2 separate regions of the Gossypium hirsutum genome follow, and region 1 is linked to region 2. Evidence: chromatin contacts called from public Hi-C data. All regions are on one chromosome and are shown on one strand. The core of a region is the stretch at or near the end of the contact, and the rest is flanking DNA. Distances in the headings are between cores, read along the strand shown.

The links. A called contact is a pair of places that touch in the nucleus more often than the background predicts.
Region 1: a Hi-C map of leaf shows a contact between it and region 2, with 2.0 times the contacts expected there. The contact joins the promoter of LOC107914831 here to the promoter of LOC107914825 in region 2. A contact is called at or near these places in 2 of 34 Hi-C or Micro-C datasets (leaf and petal).

Annotation. Positions count from the first base shown.
Region 1 is chrD10:29,435,583-29,441,821 of Gossypium_hirsutum_v2.1, reverse strand. LOC107914831 (protein arginine methyltransferase NDUFAF7 homolog, mitochondrial) reads right to left here and starts at 1,313. Exons shown (of 14, transcript XM_016843874.2): 1 at 1,121-1,313; 2 at 962-1,038; 3 at 577-631; 4 at 54-136. The coding sequence starts at 1,181.
Region 2 is chrD10:28,823,781-28,830,239 of Gossypium_hirsutum_v2.1, reverse strand. LOC107914825 (peroxiredoxin-2F, mitochondrial) reads left to right here and starts at 1,685. Exons shown (of 5, transcript XM_016843866.2): 1 at 1,685-2,078; 2 at 2,156-2,185; 3 at 2,874-3,032; 4 at 3,416-3,510; 5 at 3,749-4,053. The coding sequence starts at 1,872. The coding sequence ends at 3,854.

The DNA.
Region 1 (6,239 bases), core at 64-2,563, 610 kb before region 2:
TCTTTGCTCAAGTGCCAGTAATGTTATGGTTGTGAAGTCTGCTAGAGCATTACCTTAAAAAGCTCCACGGGGGTGAACCATGCAATGCCACTCTGCTTATAAATCTTATCCAAGTGTTTCATGTATGCTTTCCTTCCTAAAACATGCCAAAAGATTGGTGCTACCCTTAGCAATATAGTCTACAATAGAAGACCATCCAGCACCCACAAATGAAGCTTTTAAGGGCCACATCTACTAAATTTATACTTAGTTCTTGCATTTCAAAGAAAAAATAGTTTTAAACATAAAAGCACAACACAGATTCTATGAGCATAGATTCGAGGTCACACAAAAGAAACGCAACTAAATCAAGCTAGTAAGTGATCAATATTGAAGGTTTTGAAGCTACCTAAATATCAACTTCTTTGATGCATAGCTTATATTTATATATATATATCTGTGCGTGTATGTGTTTGGTACTGGTAAGTTAACCATCCTCATTATTTTTTATTCAAAATCTATCACCAATCCACATGAAAAAGTACAAACACATTACAGAGCTTACAAATAACAAAATCCAAAAACTTCTAACAATACCTTCAAGTTGGTTGAACTTTATGCTCCTCTCGAGCACACCAACAGCACCTGACCTCTGAGAGAAGTACCCATGGTTAGGATCATATAAAGCCGAATGTATGAAATCCCTAACCTGGAATGAAAAAATAGAAATCCAACCCATCAATCAAAGTTGCATGAAATTACAAGGATGCATATCAAATGAACAAGCCTTCAAATCTAAACCAGCGCAAAGCAACCAAGTAAAGAAAATCACAATAAATAATCCAATAAACAATGAAATGAAAAACAGACAAAAAAATGAATGTAGCCAGAATAATGCAATGATATTAACAAATATAAAAAAAATGAGAAAGAAAAGGGAAAACCCAAGAATTAAAAGTGGAAAGAAGTTAAAATGACATACAAGAATGGGTTTTTCTCCAACAATGCGGGTGGAGAAGAAAGCTTGAAATGATGGAGCAAATGGCTCATTTGGGGTAACTTCAGTGACATAAGTGAATGAATAAATAAAACATTTAAATCAATTAAGAGAGTGAGAAAGAGAGAAAGAGACAGAGAGAACCTTTAAGCTTGTTAAAGATAAATGGAAAAAGCTTTCCACTGGAATTAGAACGAGGGAGCATGACCTGAACCTGTGTTAGATTCTTTCTTGAAGGACCTGGCTTTTTTTTTCCTTCTGATGAGGGAGAGGGACTCCTTAAACCCTTGTTCCCTTTTCCCTCTTAGTTTTCTTGGTTTACAACATCATTGCCTAACTGGAATGGATTAGGGCTATATTAGAATGTAACAGATTGACGAATATATTTTTTAATATATTTTTTATATCAATTTAATATTAAAGAATAATATTTATCAAAAGAATAATATTTAAATATAAAATATTATTTAAATATTTTATATTAAATTGTATTAAATAAAAAAGTGATAATATTAGTATGGCATAAAAGTGATCATGGGTCGGGCTGGACCCAGATAAAATTTTAGGCCCGTTTTTTAGGCTCGGCCCGACCCGAAATATGGGCTTAAAAATTTATCCAAGCCCTGCCCGAAAGAAAATTGCTAAGCCCGAGCCCAACCCATATTAAATATATCTATTTAATTTATATAAAATATATATTTTTGATTAAAAATAAAAATATATATTTACTATATAATTCGGGTCGGGCCGGGCTGGAACCGAGTAAAAAAAATTTTTACCCGAGGCTCAGCCCGTTTTCTAAGCGGGTCTCATTTTTTTGCCCAAACCCATATTTCGGGCTTATATTTTCACCCGAACCCTCCCATTTTTTGGGCTGTGCCGGGTAGGCCAACCTATGATCACCTCTAGTATGGCATACTTCCAAGTCAATATCCTATAATTATATACAAAAAGTTATACTACTCTACCACCACACTTATTTACACATACAAAAAGTGACAATCTGCAATTACATACAATTTTCTCACCCATGCTAATCGCATAGAAGGTGGTAGACTTGGGGCCCATTTGGATAGATGTTTACCTTCAGTGTAGTGCATTTAGCTTTATTTTTATCTCACGCTACAATACTGCTACGATATCTAACCTCACCGCCACCACTATTTTTACACTAATCATAGGTAAACGCACCGCTCATCTAAAGGGGTCCTTAGGAAAACGACCATTTGCGTTGGATGATTAAGAATTTGAATAAAAAGAGAAAGAAATAAAGAAGAAGCCTTTGTAAAAGCCAATCTTCATGAAATTCAACCTTTGAACCAGGACTTCAAAGGAGCAAAACAATAGGAAGTTGGATACTTTTTTACTAACTTCATTTTGGCATCTTATTTTGATTGAAGTTTAAAGACTCCATCCATATTAGCTCTTTTATATCTTCTTCGTTCAAGGTTGATCAACTGTTTAACGTCACAGCAATAATGTGCAAGCGTACACTATCGATGTAAGTATAGTAGACAGATGTGAGTCTGTCCGATATCAATCCCACAGGGATGGTTGTCTTTTGTCTATTAATGCCGGTGCAATAACTAGACAGAAACGAGATAAATTGTGAGGATAGTTGTCAGAGCAACAACTTGAAAATAATAAAATAAAATATGGTAATGATAAATTGGGATCCCCAACATGAATCTTCAACAAAATACTAAGTGCTCACAATGTATAAAAGGATAGGTGATTTTCGAGGCAATAAATTTCAATGTATATCTTACCATGCGTCACTCCTTTATTTAATCTGAGACTTAACATGCACATTAACCCCACCTTCTGATGATGGCAATATGGCACTATTAAGAACAAGTGGACTAAATTCCTCTAATCCTCACTCAACTTCCGTTGTAATGCTTGTTGGCTCGAACTGTCACTGCACTTTCCAGTGTTAGTGACTGCAATAACACTTTCTTGTTAAGAAACATTCAAACCCCAAGATTAAACAATAAAAATAAGATTGAATAAGATAATATTTAACCAAGAATTCATGTGTACTGCCATACAAATAAAAAATAGAGAGTAATCACCAGTATTTAGAAAGAAATAAGAAAGAATTGAGTGGAGAATACTATTCCTAGACAACTCGACTGAATCTCTCTGTTCCCTCTTGTCTCGCACTTAGGTCTCCTCATCAAAAGCTAATTTGCATCAATTTTCACATTGGTTCAACTGTGAGAGGCTTAAGCTACCATAGCCACAAGCTTCAAGGTAGGATGAAGAAGATGGTGGTCAAGAAAAAGCTCTCCTCCTTTATTTTTCTTCTCACGTTAACCTTTTATGCTCTTTCCCAACAGTACATGTGTCCTTTCCTTAGAATTATTCTGTCCTTGTACGTATAGGTTGGTTATACCAGACTGGACAGCTCATGCATTTTTAATTCTTATTTGGATAGCTATCAGGTGCGGCGACAATTCTAGACGCAATCTAAAATTAACTCATGCAACGACATTAATGCAAAAAGATAGCAAAATTAAGATAAAATAGGCTAAGATTCACTGAGTTATAAAATGCAATTTACTAAACTGAAAATGCTAAAATATATGCTAAGGATAACTAAATGGGAACAATTTAACCAATAAGTAAGGAGGAAAACCTATGTTCTTTCTAGTGCTATCACACTCCTAAACTTGAGTTTTTATTTGTCCTTAAGTAAAACAAAAACTAGCAAGGCTACAAAAATTTTACTAAGGCAAATGATCATTCTAGCAACTTGAACCTTTTAAACTCCCAATGAATGAATCACATTTAGATGAAAGAATATTGCATCGACAATACATAAGCGTGAATGAATAAGGTTGCAACTTTATCAATGCTTGCATCATACTTCAAACCCTAAGTTCTATCTGCCAATACAACATTTATTGTATAATACTAAGTATTTATATATTATATATATATTTTTGGAATAAGGGATATCATTGTATTATTGTTCCCTTGTTCCTGAAAAGTAACGATGGAGTGCAACAAACCCATAGGGAGTACGTAATTGCTCCGACACACACTCATGCAGCGATAGCCTTTAGCCAGATTGATTTTTCTAACGCTTGTATTGGAGTGTTCCCTCTTTAACATTCCATACTACACCCACTTTAGAGTGTCTCTAATTTATAACTATATATATAAGTAGTTATAAAAAGTAGATTCATTCAAGATTTTAGGAATGATAGTAGTCATCCATTACTAATGCAACTTAATCCATTCATCAAAGAATTAAAGCTATAACCTTCTGTCAAATTTATCCAATTCATTCATTGATAATTCACATGATTTAAGAATTAATCATCAAATGTAACAAAATTTTTTGAACAATTTTCATTAACTATAATTAAACCTTGCATGCTTCATTACCGAGAAAAATTTAAAATGTGGGTGCATTTCCAAGCCCCATGTGCATTCCCCCAAACTTAAAGTTTGCATTGTCCCCAACGCACTAACATAAAAATGTAATGACAATAAGTACTTATCAAAATAAAACTTAGTATTGTGCTGACATCAATCTTTCTGCCCTTGACGATGGAATGTATCTGACACATTCTATCGAGGGTGACGGTGATGCTGTGAGTAGAGGGCTTTAGCCTGCAGTTGACAAAATGAAACCAGATTTTGCTTTACAGCGTCAGGAAGCGACGGTGCATCGTATAATTCTTTTGATGGGAACCTGTCCACAATGCTCCTTCGACACACAAGTCTTTCACCAACAGGTCTCGTTTTTCATCTGTGATATCCTCAATGAACTCGAAGTGTTTGTCTACATCTACCTTGGTGTTGTATAGCTCGTTGATTTTTTTATCGTCTCATGGTATTAAGCCTTCTCGAACAAAAATGAACTCTAACTCATGATCATAAAGGTTAAGCATAAAACTCACGTACCAGTGAAGGAGAATAGCTTCCAGGATACGTGCAAAAAGTTTCCCACTTCAACTTTGAGATGGTTTTGTAGACTTGCTTACCCAAGTCTTGTTGTTGCGAAAGGGAAATGCCCTGTTCGAGGTGGAAGTTTCACATCAACATGTTGTCTTGAAATTGTTCTTTTGCCGCTTTATTCAAAAAGATTACTGGCTTCTTTTTCTACACGGGCCTAGGGGATTCCGATTCACGAACTGCGATAGTAGAGGATGCATGTTCTTCAGCAGATTTGGTGGCTTTCTTGACTAAGCCTCTCATTTTTGACATCTTTTGTTAAGGGAAAACTGTTTAAAGTTGAAAAGATATGATCTTGAGAAGAGAAAGGAAATAAAAATGGTTGCTTGAATGTGTTACAGTCGATATAGTGGAGGAGGATTTATAGTGAGTGAAAATGGAGAAGCATGTTGTTTTGTGGAGAGATATGAAGTTGCCGGGAATAGTTGTGTCCAATAGAAATTGTGCCCACTCAAAAGGATCAAACTGATGAGTGATTTTTGATCCAACGGTGGAATCTGAATTTCTCTGAATTCTAATGAGTTATAAATGGTAGTACAAAATTACGGAATGCGTTGACAACAAAATTTCAATGCGTCGACAAATGTACCTAATTATTCTAAAAAAAGGAAGGAAAACAAACTTTAACAAAGCATAAATAAAATAAACTAAAATCAATGAGTAGTAATTAAAAATTAAAACTGTTCGACCAATTTAATGGTCTCTGCCTGCTTTTGATCACTGTTGCCAAAATAGTGTTTCAGCCTCTGTCCATTTACTTTGAACTGGTGTCCATCACGTAAATCTCAAATTGTGATTGCACCATGAGGAAATATGTCGACAACTTCAAAAGGTCCATGCCAACGTGCACGCAATTTACTAGGGTGCAAATTAAGTTGAGAATTGAATAACAAAACCCGTTGACTCGTGATAAATTGTTGTTGTAAAATAATATTATCATGCCACCGTTTGGTCTTTTCCTTATAAATCACAGTGTTTTCATAAGCATTTCTTCTAACCTTCTCTATTTCAGTGATATCCAACAACCTTTTCTTTCCAGCCGCTTCATAGTCCATGTTCACTTGCTTAATTTCCTACATTGCATTGTGTTCCAGTTCAACTGGCAAAAGACATGCTTTCCCAAAAACCAATTGATACGACGACATCCCTAATGGAGTTTTTTATGCTGTCCGTAATGCCCATAAAGCGCCATCCAATCGGAAAGACCAATATTTCTTCGAAGGGTTTACAACCTTTCTCAAGAATGTTCTTAATTTGTCGATTTGATACTTCGGCTTGTCCATTGGTTTGCGAA
Region 2 (6,459 bases), core at 436-2,935:
TATGAAAGGGGTAAAGAGCACAATAATAACATAGCTTGATCTTTATCGTCAATCTAAACCTCAACGTTTTTTAAATCATTTAAAAGAGTAATGAATTGACTGATATGATCTCTAAGAAGCTCACCTTCGTTTATGCTAAACGTAAATAGACGTTGTTTCAACATTAAACGGTTAGCTAGAGACTTAGTCGCATAAAGAGTTTCTAACATTTTCCACAAGGCAGATGAGGTTTTCTCCATCAATATCTCCTACAATACCGTATTCGTGAGGCACAACTGGATTGCAGACAAAGCCTTTTCATCAAGCTCTTCCCATTCTGTTTGATTTAAATTCTCAAGCTTTTTCCCGATAACAACCTTCTTCAAGCCAGTTTGAACTAGAATTGCCATCATCCGAACTTGCCACAGTTTGCAATTTGTCACACCATTGAACTTTTCAATTTCAAACCTTGTTGCTACAATATTTGAATTGGCTGATATATAAAAATTGAACTAACTCTGATACCACTTGTTTGGAATCGACCTGATTAAGCAACAAGAAAAAAATAGCGGAATAAATTGAGAAATTGAACACATAAATTTAACGTGGAAAAGCATCTCCAAAGAGGATAAAAAACCACGGGAAAAATAATTTTACTATAATGGCAAAAGAATGAAGAGTACAAAAGATGGAGATAAAAACTAAACCTCGAAAACCTAAAAACAAAGAACACTCAAAACATAAACACAAAATTCTCTAAATGTGTTATGAGTTCTAATCTCTAATGGGTGTATTTTCTAATGTTGTAAAAAAGCCTATTTACAGGCTAAATTCGTAAGTCAAATAATAATAAAATAATCTAGGCTAATCAAAGTTTAATTGAAACAAATAAACAGAATTTAACTAGAAGATTATTTCTTAAATTTGACTAAAATATGAGTCATAGTTAACAATATGATAGATGACACTAATAGGAAAAAAGATATATAATTTAATATTAAAGAAAGGTTTTTTTAATATATTAGGTTGACGCAAATAAAAAATGAATTTAATAATACATCCAAACACATCTTGATTTATTCTTATATTTGATTAATTATTAGTTAAGCTAATTGATATACTTAGTAATGTAAGGAGAAGAAAATCATTTTTAAAATTGAAGGCCCAACAATGTTCAATTACAAAAGTATAGTTGACAATCATGTTAATCAATTTGTACATGTTAAAAACAAATGAGCTGGAAGAATAAAATGAATTTTTTTATGTAATTAGCTTCCATTCTATCTTATTACTAAATAAAATAAAGATAATCATATCTTTTTATATTATCTTATTATTTTTAATAATATTACTTAAGAGTTTTGACATTTCTTTTTATGAAATAATATGTTTGAAGCTCTTTATCATATTATTCAGAAAATAAATGTAAATTATTTTAATATTTTAATTGATACATAGTATAAATTACTATTTCTGTAAATTTTAAATAATAGTATATTCATTCTAATTATCATTTTTTGAAAATTTAATTTGTCAATTATCATGTTTTAATCTCTTAATTATATTATTTATGAAAACTTTAAAATATAAATTAATTTAATAAATTTAATTATTAAATACAATAGTAAAGATAAAAAAAAAGTAGTTTAAAAAATGTATTAGACATTCCCAAATATCAATATATTTTAAAAAAAATCATTTTTCTGTAGACCAATAGTAAAGGACTAGTTTTTGCTGTGAATACCAAAACTTAGTCCAAAAATCGTTAAAGCCAGTCAGGCCCAGCACATTTGTTCCACCAGCAAGATTCCCAAAACCTGTGAAAGAAACAAGCGGAAGCAAAGCAGAGACTGAGACAAAGAATCACATACCAACAGCTGCATCCTAAGCCAATGGCGTCAACAATTCTTAGGCGAGCAACCTCATCCGTTATCAAGTCAAGTCTTCTAACGGAAGCGTCAAGGAGAAGCTATGCCTCTGTTGCTGTGGGGACTGACATCCTGTCTGCCGCATCCCAAGTTAGTCTCCAGAAAGCTCGAAGCTGGGATGAAGGCGTTACCTCCAATTTCTCCACTACTTCTGTCAATGATATCTTCAAGGTTTCGTTGTATAGTTTCTCTTTCAATATTATTTAATTCAGTATGTATTAATTTTGTTTTAGAAAATTTCATTTCAGGGCAAGAAAGTTGTCATCTTTGGACTACCTGTAAGTCTCTCTCCCCCCCCCTCCCAATTTGACTTGCTCTATATATGTGGAAATTGAGAGATGGAATTTGATTTTTTGAGATTGTGTTTGGAAAATCTGAGCTTAAATTTGTATATTAATGAATTCTGGAGGATTGCTCCGTATATGAGGTACTATATGCATGATTTAGATATCTATGATGTGATGATTCTCAGTTCTTATAATGCTGAAATTGGTAGTGGAGTAATTAGTTTATGTTAAGAGAATGGAACTTTTCAAAGCTTTTCCGATGTGGAAGATTTTACTAAATAGTTTAATAAAAAGCAATTTAGCAGTATCTAAAGAAGAATGTAGATGTATCCTTGCAATTGGTTCACTTGCTATGTTACCCGGAAGTGGGAGTGTCAGATACGAAAGTATGTGCCGAACACGAGTATACCCCAATTTTCTTTTTAAGTGTTTTCATATATTTGGATGATTGTAATCTGATATTTTTGCCCAAATATGTGTCTGGCATAGGCGTCCAAAACATAAAAGTCTAGGTAACATAGGGTGCATGATTTTCGTATTTCAAAGAACCTGGTTTAGGAAAGAAGAAGAACAAAATAAAGTGGAGTGTGGACCTATCAGTTTGCTATTTCTGATTTTATGGTTTAGAATGGAAATTTGATGAAACTTGGATTTACATTGTATTTGGGATTGTGTATAGGGAGCATACACAGGTGTTTGTTCACAACAGCATGTGCCTAGTTACAAGAAGAACATTGATAAGTTCAAGGCTAAAGGAATTGATTCAGTCATTTGTGTTGCTGTTAATGATCCTTATGTTATGAATGCCTGGGCAGACAAACTGCAAGCCAAAGATGTGGTAAGTCATTCCATGTTAATGATGTGTAGTGTTACTTGTGCATTGTACGAATTCTTTCTTATGCTGTCTTGTTGATTGTTGACGAGTTTAATATTATTGTTTTGCAATTTGGATTTATCATTGTTCTCATATTCCTAATTATTACGTATGGTTCAGTGGAGATGTAGTGATTAGGAAGATAGAAAGTCTGTCGCATCATTAATTTTTTATCTGAGGGCTTGTAATCACTTTGTAAGATCTTTGGCATTTGTAAAAATTTAAACTGAGATTAATACAATCTGAACTCGAAGCTATTTGTTCTGTTTTTGTTTTTCCCTTCCCTTTTCTCTATTGAAGTGCATTATTTTTTATCCATCTCTTAATCATCTAAAGTCTCTTTATAGATTGAATTTTATGGGGACTTTGATGGGAGCTTCCACCAGAGCCTTGAATTGGGAAAAGATCTCTCTGCTGCTTTGCTTGGGCCTCGCTCTGAAAGGTACTTCTAGAACTATGCATTTATTATCAGAATTTCATATAGATCAAAGAAACACCTTTGACATTCATCTCCGCTCCTCATATAAACTTGAGAGGTCTTGGACCGATTTAATCTACCGATCTGTCCCAGTCGGTGCCTTGTTTTAGAATTTACTTGTTTTACATATTCTTGAAGACAACGAACGATGCTCTATGCTAAGGAAACAAATAATGGTAAGATTATGGTTGGTTTTGTGTAGATGGTCAGCCTACGTGGTCGATGGAAAGGTGAAAGTTCTGAATGTGGAGGGTGCGCCATCTGACTTCAAGGTTTCTGGTGCCGAGGTTATTTTGGAGCAGATATAAAGAGGGTATGGTATATTTTTGTTATTCCGCTCCCAAGAGGTACGGGGGATCTTTGAGGTAGGAAAATAAAATGGTTGAGTGCACTTAATACGTGTGTAGGTTTAAAACCTATGTTGTTACTGCTTTAAATTTTCAATGTTTACTGCTTAGAGAACAAAGTAGCCGCACATCGTATGAAAACCTTTATGAATTTGGTGAAGAGAGGTTCCCTATGTTTTAGTCGCTTGGTAGTGTTTATACATGAGCTTTCATGTAATTTGCATACATTAGACTTCAATTTTGGTTTAAATTTCACATTTAACTAATTCTCCTATTATCTATGTGATGCAAAATGCTGATATGATATTTTTTAATTCAGGTGAAAATAAATTAAGCTTATTTTCTTGTTTTTTAAACCTAATAAAATGTCATGTCTATAATTTACACGAGTTAATGAAAAATTTTACCACATAGATGATGGGGTTAGTGAAATGTGAAAATTGAACCACAATTAAATTTTATTGTGTACAAATGAACCAAATTAAAATTGATATATAATATTGTAAATTGTATCAAAGTTTATGTTTAATTTTGATATTTTTCCCATATATATTTAATAACCCTTTATATTATATAGAATATATTGATTTTATATCACGTGATATTATTTAATTATTACATGTTAAATTCATTTAATAATTTTTATATAATATTAATATTTATATTATTATAATATTTAAATTATTTAATATTATAGTAATATATAATATATTATTAAATTTTTTATTTGTATTTACACGTGTATTACTTAATATACGAATATTTAATATTTTATAATCACCTTTTATTAATAATTTCATACAATAATTTTGGCTTAAGAGTGTAAAAAGTCCTAAAATTTTTTTAAAACAAGTAATTGAACTCTTATTTTTTTTATGCTTAATTGGGTACTTGAACTTTCAAAATGCCTCAAAAGGACTCTCAAATTTTTTCAAAAAAATAAAATAAATTAAGCTCTTACTTTTTTTTGAACTCAATTGAGTACTTGAGCTTTCAAATGCATAAAAAGGACCCTCAAGCATTTTTAAAAAAAAAACAATTAAGCCCTTGATTTTTTTCACTTAATTGAGTACTTGAACTATCAAAGTGCATCAAAAGGTCCATTTGATTTTTAACTTTAATAGTTGATCATTAAAGTTAACTGCTCCTAGTTTTTTTTAGTTAAAGCCATCTCGTGTCACAACCACGGCGTGATATGTGACAAAAAATTATAAAAAATAAAAATCAAGAAAAGTTATAAAAATTATTAATTTTAATAAAAAGAATTTAAAATTTATTAACAATTAGAAAAAAATTTATAAAAATCGTAAAAAGAAATTATAAAAAATTGTAAAATGCATATGAAATCTCTTTAACCATTAACTTTAACCGTTGACCATTAAAGTTAACGACTCCCAATTTTTTTTCAGTTAAAGTCATCATGTTTTGCAACACAGCATGACATGGCGAAAAATGATAAAAAATAAAAATCAATAAAAGTTATAGAAAAATTATAGAAAAATTATAAAATGCTTATTTTGGTACGATAATTTTTTATAAATTTTATATTTCTTTACATTATTTATAATTTCTTACGACTTTATAAAATTTTATAATTTTTTTTCTAGTTTTCTATATTTCTATATATTTTATATTTTTAGGATTTTTCTAATTTTTTTTCTAATTTTTAATAAAATTTAAATATTTTATATTTTTTTATTAAAATTTAATAATTTTTATAACTTTTATTGATTTATATTTTTTTTACCATTTTTTGCCATATGTCACGCTATGGTTATGAGACGTGGTGACTTTAATTGAAAAAATTAGGGATGGTTCAAGCACCCAATTGAGTGCAAAAAAAGCAAGGGCTTAATTGGTATTTTTGAAAATTTTGAGGGTCTTTTTGATGCACTTTGAAAGTTTAACTACCCAATTGAGTGTAAAAAAAGCAAGGGCTTAATTGCTTTTTTTGAAAAAGTTTGAGGGTCTTTTTGATGTATTTTGAAAATTCAAGTACCCAATTGAGTGCAAAAAAAAAAAAAATCTTAATTGCTTTTTGTTGAAAAAGTTTGAAAGCTTTTTACACCCAATAATTTTTAAAACATATAATTGATAACTTAGATGTATGTCATTTTCTAAAATTATAATATAATATAATATATATTTTCAATTAGCTATTATATTAAAGATAATGATATTTATAATAAAATATATATTTTTAACTAATTAATAAGTTATATAAACTTTTACTATTCCAATTGTAAGATTTACTTTTATCCTCTACTATAAATTATTTTTAACTCCTCCAACTCCCCCACATTCTCCTCTCCATATCCATAAAAGCAATAATATAATTTTAATTTTTCTTTCTATATAGATAAATACAAAAATTATATTTACCTAATTTATAATTTCAATTTTAATAATATTTTCTCTTTCTTCTTTCTCTTTTCTTGTTTACTTTTTTGGTAACTTTTTCCTGACTAAATTGTCTAAATATGTCGATTTTTTAATTGGTCAAATAAGTCATATTTTAAAATAAATTTAAGGAAATATGTTGATTTTGGAGAGAGTGTGTCAAAGT